2 separate regions of the Sus scrofa genome follow, and region 2 is linked to region 1. A link is a contact called in public Hi-C data. All regions are on one chromosome and are shown on one strand. Each heading gives the region's core, a stretch centred on a gene start, on an enhancer-like site or on the middle of the called end of the contact. The rest is flanking DNA. Distances are from core to core; before and after follow the strand shown.

Region 1 (5,813 bases), core at 1,331-3,830:
TCTGCAGAAAGAGAAGCACGAGAAGCAGTGAAGAGGCATTCTCAGAGAGGATAGGAACTGTCAGGAAGGGAGCTAGCTAGCTCTTACTTCCTGACCTTGTACTTGGAGGTAAGAAAAATCACAGGGAACTATTAGCAGAAGGATAAATTGGCACAACTTTTCAAGGGGACAGTTTATCAACATTCATTGCAGTTTTGAGTGTATATATCCTAAAAATTCAGCAACCACATTTTTTAGGAATCTGAACTTACAGAGATATTAATATTGCACAGAGATGTTCAGAAATGTTCATTCTGGCACTGTTCCTTTAGGAAGCGACTGACTGAATAAATTATGGTGTAGCTGCACAGTGAATAGCAGGCAACAGTGAAAAAGAGTATGGTAGCAATATATGCACTAACATGAAAAGATCTAAAAAAATACAGGACATGAACAAGGCAAGTTGTAATATATATAAAATATGAGCCATTTTTAGTTTTAAAGTTATGTAACTATTTATGTAAACATAAGAAAGCTATCTAAGAGGATACATATGGATTATTTCAATTTTTTGGCAAGAAGGACAATTGTCACTTTTTACTTTAGGTATTTCTAGACTGTGGGAATTTGTAATGAAAAATAAACAGGAAAGCTAGCTATAGTACAGTGGTTATACACATGTGGTGTGAAGCTGTACCATCCAAGTTTGAATCCCAGCTCTGCCTCATCCTAGAAGTGACAGGTAATTTAATCTGTGACTCAGTTTCCTCATTTGTAAAATGGCAATAATGACAGTACTCATATTATAGGGTTGTTGTGCCAATTAAATGAGTTAACACACACAAAGAGGTTAGAAAAGGCCTGACATATAGCGAATACTCCATAAATTATTGGCCTAAAAAAAGGATATATCTTAAAGAAAAAAAAATTACCAGAAGAAAGAAGGGAAAAAGGTGGGGAAAGAAAGATTAGTGACGTATTAAAAAGGGCCTCAAACACTGGGCTAAGGAGTGAAAATCAATTTATTCAGTAAGAACTGAAGAGTCATTTATTCACTGAAAAAATATTGTGTGCCTTCACGTGCCAGATACCGTTCTACATGACTGGGACACACCAGTGAATGAAATGAACAACAGCATTTTGGAAACGGTCTGATGTAATCAAGACTGGCCTTCTGGGTATGATGACTATGCGTCTTAAAAGCGTTTTGTGTGTGTTTGGGGGGAGGTGATCAGGAAGACCAGGGCTGTCAGTGAGGAGGCCACTGCATTGTTTGGGCCACGAGGGCCTGATACACAAAAGGGATTCTAGGCCGGAGTCCAGAAGAGGTATCCAAAGCCTGAGTGGACAGGCAGGAAATCCCAGTGTTGGCGAGGTGGCTGAGCCTGGAGGGGTCAGGCTGGGAGCTGTGGGTCAGAGAACCTCCGAACATCAGCTTTTTAGAGTTTCATCTCAGCACCGGCCAACTCACTTGGCCTGCATTTAGGTGACCTGGTTCTAGTCCCACATTTATCACCATTGACTGGAGGGGCTCTGGAGAATGAAACTTCTCTGGGCCTCAGAATCCTCATATAAAATGAACTGTCCCCCCTGATGATCTCCAGGGCCCCTGTCGACTCTAACATTCTAGAGTTTTCATGTCATCCCACTGAGGCAAATGGAGGGGACTTCCCTTCCTATTACCAGCGTATTCTGTACCAGAGTCAAAAGAGAAACCTTTAAAACACAGGATTCAGATGTGCAGGATAATGTATGAGAAGACTGTTTACATTCACTTCCTTTTTGAGAAAGCACATATTGAATTTAAGCCAAATGTACATGTCAAGGTTTGAAAACAGGTTACTCAACTCATTTCTTCCCACACATGCAGCTGTTCTAAAGTATAAACTATACTCATCCAATAAAGCCATCATCTGTTCTATAAAGAATATGAACATTCACCTGGCCCTTATTTTTAGAGGAAGAGGTCAAATGCACAAGGGGTGAGATGCAGTTGAGTCCACTGTACCTGATGCAGACAGGGGCTGAAGGTGAATTATAAAATGTAATATCTGAACTTGTGGGTATTTCAATGAGATGGCTTGGAAGAGCAAAAGAAATAAATTACTGAATATCAGAGTGGCAAAACAGAAGCTGCAAAAAGCCGTTTCATTTGTCCATTCATTCAACAGATCACTCTCACAGAATAAATCACCAAAGTAAACAGACTCTGACTCATTTCCCATTGCTTGTTGGAGTTTGGTTCTTTTTTCCCCTCCAGGGTCATGGAATGCGTGAACTTCAGGCTTACTCTCTGTGTGAGAAAAGCCCTGCATGAGGATAATCAACTCTTTGTTAGAAGAAATTGTAACTTTCTATTACCCACGAGTAGTGGGCACCGAAGCCAGGATGCCTGAGCCTTGATCCCAGCTCGCCAACCCCTAGCTAAGTGACTTTGAGCAAACAACTACTAGGCTCCTTCCTGCCTCTGTTTCCCCCTCACAGCGTTGTGATGAGGATGTTACTATTCCCACGTTGTTTGGAACAGTGCCTGATGTACAGTAATCACTATATATGTGTTTATAAAATAAATCTTAGTTGCCAGAGGCAACACCAGGCAGCTGAGAGCAGCCGCACACTGGTTCTCTTAAAGGACACTTCCTCTCTGCTCATGCTACTCACACATAAAAGTACCAAGGAAAGTCATACATTAGACAAGACAAGGATCAGCTGTACTTTGTGTTTCCTTAGGAAGGGCTGGGAGGAATTTACATAGAAAAATCTCCTGCCAGGACTGCTGAAATCAAAATTACTCTTCTCTTTAAAAACAAGATATGAGTTTGTTGGTAGAGACGAAATTAGAATGCTTTGGCATGGTGCCCACCAGCCTCAGAGTCTGTAATTTCAACCAACTGTTTCCTTGAGTTATTTGAACCAATTTTATTCTTAGCTGTTCCAGTGTGTGAGGGATTGAGGGTGTGTGTGTGTATGTGCACATGTACACACACATAGTAGGGGGAAAGGGTGATAGTTCAGGTAAGACAACATAGCTTGAATACTGCAGTTTAGGTCATTTCACCTCCAACACTTCAAGTTGTTACTTACAATAAAGAAATGAACTTCTTGAGCCTCCATTACTGCAATTACCGGAAATGAAGAATGGTCTTGAACAACTGGTCTTTTGGGTGCTGTTTTCTGGATTAGTACCTATTATTCAAAGTGGCTGGTCCTGCTGTATAGCACTAGGAACTATATTTAGTCACTTATGATGGAGCATGATAATGTGAGAAAAAGTAATATATACATGTATGTCTGACTGGGTCACTTTGCTGTACAGTAGAAAACTGATAGAACACTGTAAACCAGCTATAATGGAAAAAATAAAAATCATTAGGAAAAAAACAAAAACAAAGTGGCTGGGATAATTTGTTTTCATATGGATTGCCATCGTGAAGGCCAACTAAGACAAGACCTCAGGGTATCTGGCAGCACAAGTAATTAAGAGTAAACCTTGGATTCGGGCCCCAGTTCAAGCTCCAACTTTGACACTTCTTAACTTGTGACCTTGAAAAAAATCTTTGAACCTCTCTAAGCCTCAGTTTGTCTGTCTATAAAATGGTGATAAAATGACAGCATCTGTCTTATCAGGTGCTTGTGAGGAATAAGTGAGAATAGTCAAGAAGCACTCAGCATGGTGCCCGGCAGTCAGTGCTCTTTAAACAGCGGATTTCACAAGAAGAGCTGTTCATGTCCCCAAGTGCCCCGGTGAGATCGCAGGTGTATTCATCTTTGGGTTGTGCTGGGCAGCTTATTAGCTGGTTTTTCTATTTGCTTTTAAAATTTCCAGTGAGAACTCTTTTAAAATGTGCTATCTGCCTCCTCTACTATTTTTCTTCTTTGCGGTGTTTTTTTTTTTTCTTTTAAGATTGCAAAACAAACCAGCTATTTTAAAGTGTGTCTGAGTGCTTGCCTATTATTCATCAGAAGAGATTCCAGGGCTCTTTGTAGGAAGATATTTCATGGCGGGATGCTTTATTCAAGGAGCTGCCTGTTCCGTTCTTTCTTCCCTCTAGACAGCCCCTGGAGGTGGCCAGACTGGGGGCTCTGAGAGCTGAGTGCAAGGCAGAGGAATGGAGAGTTGGTAAGAGCCAGTGTTCTGTCCTTGGCCCTTTCAACAACTAGCTGTGTGACTTTAGACAGATCACTTAAACTCCCCAGACCTGTACTGTCTTCATCTGTGATAGGAGATGAACAACAAAAAAAGACAATTCCTCCAGGACAGCAGATAGTATAAACATTGTGCTCTTCACTAGTTACCAAAGAAATGCAAACTATAGGAATACAAAGACATCATTATTAATATTATTAAAATAATAAAATAATAATAATAATAATAATAATAAAGTAAAATAATAAAAATTTAAAAACAACACCACTGGAGTTCCCATTGTGGCACAGCGCAATTGAATCCGACTAGGAACCATGAAGTTGAGGGTTGGATCCCTGGCCTCGCTCAGTGGGTAGGGGATCCGGCATTTCTGTGAGCTGTGGTGTAGGTCAAAGACACAGCTCGGATCCCGAGTTGCTATTGGTGTAGGCCGGCAGCTGTAGCTCTGATTTGACCCCTAGCCTGGGAACCTACATATGCTGCAGAGGCGGCTCTAAAAAGCAAAAAATAAAAATAAGAAAATGAAAACAACATTGCTTATTTTTTAGCATCGTTGGAAACATAGCACATTGGTACAACTGCAAGGGACTGGGAAAAAACCATATTGTGATGGAGTGGAATAGGATGGTCACAGGTAGTTGTAGAAGTCCCAACAGGGAACCATAGAGAGAGAGAGACCTAGGGAATTTTGGGAGACCACTGTAAATTAATAATCGCTCAGGAAAGCCGTCAGAACAAAGCAGACTCACCTCAAATAAAAGCATGAGAGATATGCCTCAGGTCATTTACCCTTACGACCAAGGGCAGGAGTTTAAGGACCAACGTTCTGCTGATGTGAATAAGCACCCTGACAGTCCTATTCGACCTTAAAGGGTCAAATACTCTCTTATTGGTTACGAAGGAGGAGCTGCTACTTGAAGAAAGAGGAAGAAAGAGGAAGAGGTGGTCTTTTCCCACTCTCCACTTCCCTTCGATTATAAAACTATAGCCCACCTGATCCTGGGGCAGAGCCTCCTTGCTTGCCTGCCTGCATCTCTCACAAGCGTCCTAACATAATAAATCTATTTCTTGCCTATCACTTTGTCTCTCACTGAATTCCTTCTGAGCTGAGGCACAAAGAACCTGAACCTCAGTAAGCCCAAGTGATTCTAGGGTGAGTGATTCTAATTTAAAAGCTGGGTTCAAGTTAGGTTAAAATCCCAATCTGGGTTCCGGCTAGGTTCAAGTCATGTGTTGTCGGTTTCAGTGTCTCATGAAAGACAAGGAGGTTAATTTAGGTGTGAATCCTCACCCCTGCAACTCACTCGTTTTGAGGCCCAAACATTTTAAGATTCCACTGCCTCATCGGAGGGAAAAATGGGTAAAATGGAGATAATAAAGATAATGCCTACTTGCTGGGATGCTGCGAGGTTTGGAAATAATGTAGATAACAGATCGAGCTTAAGATCTGGAATATGACAGATGCTGCTATTGTGGCAAAGATGATACTGAAGAAATGATGTTGAGGACGCCTGATCCTGCCTGGCTCATACTATAACGCTGCTGGAGAGGAGACCTAGTTCTCTCTTCTTCTCTGGATTTCTTGTCAGCATCTAACTTCTCAGCAGGCAGGGCAGATAACTGCTCCGCTGAGGCCCCACTCACCCAGTCTCCTAAGGGATTCCGACCTATGGCCTCAGAGGTCCCC
Region 2 (5,813 bases), core at 1,334-3,833, 190 kb before region 1:
TAGTGTAGAAAACTGAATATTCTAGAAAGATAAATCTGAACATCTCAGTAAGCCATTATAGCACACATCACACATCAGAATGTGTTTCCTGTGAGTTAGTCCACCACTTGGAGACAAAATGACAGCCTTTCTATTTGCTAGATGGGGTGCTAACTATTCATGAATCAGTAAATGGTTTATTGTTCACTAAACAGTAAAGCCAACTAGATATTCTGCAGAGAAAAAAAAAAAAAAGCTATTGAGCTGTTCTTTTTTTTTCTTTTTTTTGGCTGAACTGAGGCACGTGAAAGTTCCTGGGCCAAGAATTGAACCTGTGCCATGGCAATAACCAAAGCCACAGCAACGACAATGCTGGATCCTCAACCCGCTGAGGCATCAGGGAACTCTGACTAATTTTTTTTTTCTTCTTAGGACTGCATCTGTGGCATATGGAAGTTCCCAGGCTGGGCTCAAATTGGAGCTATAGCCACCAGCCTACACCACAGTCACAGCAACACCAGATCAGAGTCACGTCTGTGACCAACACTGCAGCTCAAGGTGACCAATGCTGGATCCTTAACCCACTGAGCAAGGCCAGGGATTGAACCCATGTCCTCTTGGCTACTAGTCAGGTTTGTTACTGCTAAGCCACAAGAGTAACTCCCCAGATACTGGGTTTTAAAATGAGTGTAACAACATCAATTTAAATTAAAAGCCTAATTTGGGAGTTTGCTATTAGCAGATGCAAATTATTATATATAGGGTGGATAAACAACAAGGTCCTCCTGTATAGCCCAGGGAACTCTATTCAATATCCTGAACTCTATTCAATATTCAATATTCAATATGGTGATAAACCATAATGGAAAACAATATGAAAAAGAGTGCATATGTACCTATAACTGAATTGCTTCGCTGTACAGCAGAAATGAACAGTTGATTTAACCTTGTAAATCAACTGTATTTCAATAAAATTGTAAATTTTAACCTTGTAAATCAACTGTATTTCAATAAAATAAATTAAAAAATTAAAACATAAATTAAAAGCCCGAAAGTCCTTTGCCTCCCTACCCCATCTATCCTGTGTATATATTTACACAAATACACAATAATATATGTACAAGGGTAATTCAGTCTAGAAATATTTATAGCAAAAAAAAAAAAAGCAGCAACCAAAAAAATCTATGAAGCAACCCAAAAATTTTACCAGTGAGGAAGAGGTTAAATAAACGATAGCATATCTACACAATGGAATAATATAGGGGTGTTAAGAAGGATAAGGTAGATCTATGTGCAGAAAGCTATGTGAAAAGTTATAGCAAGTATAAAAACTACAAAAGTAATGTTTGGTTATATCCCATTTGGGTTTTCTTAAAAAGGATCTTATTTTTCTTCAACTAAACACAATAAACTTAACAGCAGTTACCTCTGGGGAGTAGAACTGGGACGATGTGAGTGGAAAGAAACTTAAATAATACTCTGTATTGTTTTGAGTTTTTTAGCAATGAGAATTTATTACTTTGACAATAAAAAGTAATTAGAAATAAAATGGATATATCTTCTGGAGTTAAAATAGTGAAGAGCGAAGTTCCAGGAACCACGAGAAGGTTCCAAGGTGGCTCCAATTTTTACTTTTGAGGCAAACACTATTAGAACATCTTCAGTGAAATGCTATTTTTTTGGAAGTTAGGAGGGTAATTTCCTAATTTAAAAATATTTATACCACATTTAGATACCATGATACATTCATGAAAATAAAAAAGATTAAAAAAGTTCCAGGGAAGTGCTTAGACAGTGAAATACCAGAATTCTCCAGCATGCAGAATCAAGCAAAGCTATGGTCAGAAGGTGACTTTACTTTTTCCAGATGTTTTGTTAAATGATGCTGTCTCCCCGGGGCTCATTCTGCCCGGATTGTTGCCAAAAATGGACTTCCTGCTTTTCCTTTCTTTTCCTCTGCTAGAGCCAGATGCATTTAGAGTTGACAGGCCTGTTCCCATAAAATGAAAATAAATAAGCCAAAAACTGCAAGCAAGGGAACTCAACATTTTCCATCCCTGTTAATGTTTATTTTCAAGTCCTACTATTCCCACAAACTCCCTTGAAGATCTACTAATACTTTTCGCACCGTTAATAATAGCATTGTAGGGGATGACAACAAAGTTTTTATCTTTGTAGGCAAATGTGACCAGACCTGCGTGATGATTATAGAATGACCACAAAATCACACTCTCACCCACCTGATTGTACACCAGGAAGATTTTGAAAAAGTACATGAAAAGAATGTGCTCCAGAACCTTATCACACAATTTGGAGAGATGAAAGAATAGCCAAGAGCCTGAGCTGTAGTATCCTTATTATCTAGGATCAATTCCTGCTTGTGTGAGCTTTGATTTAACATCTACTTTCTTCATCCTCAGTTTCTTTATCTACAAAATGGGTGCAATGATAGGAACTTGCTCACAGGGTTAATCCCAGGATTAAATGGGAACCATATTATGATGATAATTATGTTTCCAGGCTTTTCTTTCTCACTCTTGGTCCAACCACTCCCTGGCACAGTGCCCTGTACACAGCAGGAATTTCACAGATAATTGCTGAATGAGGAAATGAACGCACACCATACAGATGGGGCTCCAGTGCAGGAAGTGTGACTTAGAGGCACCAGTGAAGTCAGAGTTGCCTCCAAATCGTTCCCACAGTCTACAACTGTATCATTAGAAAGTAATTCCTTTAGCTGAAGCATCATTCAGGAGGTCCACTCTGAGAGGAAAATAAACCTTCCAAGAATATCATCAGAAAAGTCAGGATAGGAGTTCCCGTCGTGGCGCAGTGGTTAACGAATCCGACTAGGAACCATGAGGTTGCGGGTTCGATCCCTGCCCTTGCTCAGTGGGTTAACGATCGGGCGTTGCCGTGAGCTGTGGTGTAGGTTGCAGACACGGCTCGGATCCCACGTTGCTGTGGCTCTGGCGTAGGCCGGTGGCTACAGCTCCGATTCAACCCCTAGCCTGGGAACCTCCATATGCCGCGGGAGCGGCCCAAGAAATAGCAACAACAACAACAACAAAAAAGACAAAAAGACAAAAAAAAAAAAGAAAAGTCAGGATAAAGCAGTGTTTAATAAGAGTGTAGACTTAAGTTTAAACCCTGTTCCCTGTGGTGTAACCTCATATAAGTTACTTAATCTCTCTCACCAACTCTTCCTTATCTCCAAAAGTGTTGTGGTTAGGATTAAATGAGAAAATGTATATCTACCCCCTTAATAGAATGTTGTGTTCAGAGAAAACGCTCAGTTTGCAGCAGTTGTGGGGCTTCTATATTTTTCTCTGAAGAATGTGTAATTGCAAAGATGCACAAAATTGGACTGGCAAGTTCTCATGCTTTAGCTTATGTGCATTTTGCCCCCTACAGAGTGACTTAATAGTGGATTTTCTCCCAAGTTAAACCAGTGAGGGGCTGGAGTGAGGGGCTGTGTTTACTTGAGGGTTTTTGCACGCACCTTGGCACAGGTTGCCATCCCTCAGGGGTAGGAGGGCCCTCCTGTGAGGAGCCTGGGTGTTCTCTAGGGTGGGGGGGAAAGTAAGCAAGTAAACAAGGGCTGGCAATCAAGAAATGGGAAGGAATCTGGAGAAGCTCAGAGCAATAAGTGAAGGAACAACAGAGAGCTTTCATCTGTCATGTTGGCCCGTTTATCAATGACAACAATCATTCCAAAGAGCCAACTGTTTTTTAGACAGTGTGCTAATCACATGGTATACTTCATTGCTAATTTTTACAACAACTCTGCAAGGTAGGACTATTATGCCTCTTTCACCGATAAGGAGCCTGAAGAGTAGAGAAGTTATAGACCTGGCCTGGTCAGGGTCATTGAGGAGTCAAGCCCTGCCACTGAAGCAGGCCTGTGATCTTGGAGAAGTGACTTGACTTCTGGGGAAGGTTATACCCATGATCTTCATGGTGCCTCACTGCTCTGGAGATTTATTTTTGCAGTGTGGCTCCTTGGAAAGGACTTGGGATGGTGAAAGGTGAAATGCGTTGAAATTGATAATGTGTTAAAACGAAAATCAATAGTGTAGCAAAATGAACACTTTATGGTATTCTCCTCCTTAGCATCAAAACAAATCATAATGACAATAAATATTTAGAAGGTGTTAGGACAATGATTCTGGTAACACGATTTAGTCATTTTGAGAAAAGGAAATAAATTTGGGAAAAGAAAAATGTAAAAAACTTCAATTACTAAAAAAAAATTAAAATATAATATATCTATAAAGAATGTGTGTTATATAAACATTTTTAAAAAAGAGTATACTTGGGAGTTCCTGTTGTGGCTCAGCAGAAACAAATCTGACTAGTGTCCATGAAGATGCAGGTTCAATCCCTGGCCTCACTCAGTGGGTTAAGGATCTGGCATTGCTGTGAGCTATGGTGTAGGTCGCAGACGCAGCTCAGATCCTGCGTTGCTGTGGCTGTGGTGTAGGCTGGCTCTGATTTGACCCCTACCCTGGGAACCTCCACATGCTGTGGGTGAGGCCCTAAAAAGACAAAAAAAGACAAAAAAAAAAAAAAAAGCATAGTTGGAACTTTAAAAATAAGTCAAACAACCACACGCTTTGCCTATGCTTCAAGTCTGAAGCTGGACCAAATGACCTTTTGACCCTTCCATAGTCCTCTATCTGTACAGACACTATTTCTCAGGATGACTTCAAATATCTCTGGAAATTTATATTCTTTGTTTACTCAGTATTTGAGAAGAAAAGACAAACCTAGAGGAATAGTTTGTGTGCAATGGCAGCTGAATTTACAAAGAAAGAGATGCAGTGAGTGTGATTTGTGAGTGGAAGTGGTGTTCACATTTGTTTCTGTGATAAAGGACATGCAAGTCACGAGGCTCTTTGACAGGGAGATGATTTTATCCCATGATAAGAACAATTTCAAAGCTGCAGGTATGGTCATATTGTACTTATGAGACAAAGTCAGGATCTGTGAAGCTAAACCTACATGCTAGGTTCTTGCATTTCTTTGAAATCTTTGTACTGTACTTATTCATTCACATCCTCTTCAACAGAATTTGCTAGCAGATAAGCAGTAGCAGCTATCAGAAGTTTAAAACCAGTTTATGGAAGAAAACTTAAAATTGAGGAATTTGATTTTTTTCCCCTCTGGTGTGGGTAAAAGGCTGCCATGACCTAATTTTTTAATAGCCCAATATCTGTGTCCTCTTTGCAGGGCAGAGTGAGAAGATAAGCCTCTGCAAGTCAGGATCTACGTTCAGAACATCATGAAAAAAATCAGGGGTGGTATTTTAACTTCCCTCTCCAGGCCAAATTCATATATGCTGCTCATTAACATTTAGATGGATGCCCCCAATTCCATCTCCTTTCTGTCCTCAGAAATCTTGTGTAAGTAAGGGAATCTTTCTTCTTAATAAGGAGAGATTAATTTTTCTGACTTCTGTTTGCCCTCCACCTCCTGCTGCCTCATTAGGATGAGCTCACTGACAGCACACCCTAACAAGAGAGGCAGTGTAGTGCTATGGTTAACAGCAGGACTTTGGAGACAGACAAGCTTCAGAATCATAGTTCTACCATTTACTAACTGGAATGCACATTTTTCTTTTTTCTTTTTAGGACTTTACCTGCAGCATGTGGATGTTCCCGGGCTAGGGGTTGAATCAGAGCTACAGCTGCTGGCCTATACCACAGTCATGGCAATGCTGGATCCAAGCCGTATCTGAGACCTACGCCATAGCTTGGGACAACATTGGATCCTTAACCCACAGAGTGAGGCCAGATATTGTACCTGTATCCTCATGGACACTATGTTGGGTT

The links. A called contact is a pair of places that touch in the nucleus more often than the background predicts.
Region 2: a Hi-C map of fetal skeletal muscle shows a contact between it and region 1, with 2.0 times the contacts expected there. The contact joins two enhancer-like sites. A contact is called at or near these places in 1 of 47 Hi-C or Micro-C datasets (fetal skeletal muscle) and 1 of 2 datasets of contacts at active chromatin or transcription factors (skeletal muscle).

What each region holds. Positions count from the first base shown.
Region 1 is chr14:105,538,873-105,544,685 of Sscrofa11.1, reverse strand. The region is part of intron 2 of PLCE1 (1-phosphatidylinositol 4,5-bisphosphate phosphodiesterase epsilon-1); the gene reads right to left. Among named protein-coding and RNA genes, the nearest start is that of PLCE1, 120 kb to the right of the region's middle. Within about 2 kb of position 2,580, at least 26 of the 83 cell types and tissues checked have an H3K27ac peak or open chromatin away from gene starts, as enhancers often do. A contact at or near this core is called in fetal skeletal muscle, where this site is marked.
Region 2 is chr14:105,729,696-105,735,508 of Sscrofa11.1, reverse strand. It overlaps PLCE1 (1-phosphatidylinositol 4,5-bisphosphate phosphodiesterase epsilon-1), which reads right to left. Exons shown (of 34, transcript XM_021074008.1): 24 at 1,838-1,969. Among named protein-coding and RNA genes, the nearest start is that of NOC3L, 74 kb to the left of the region's middle. Within about 2 kb of position 2,583, at least 2 of the 83 cell types and tissues checked have an H3K27ac peak or open chromatin away from gene starts, as enhancers often do. A contact at or near this core is called in fetal skeletal muscle, where this site is marked.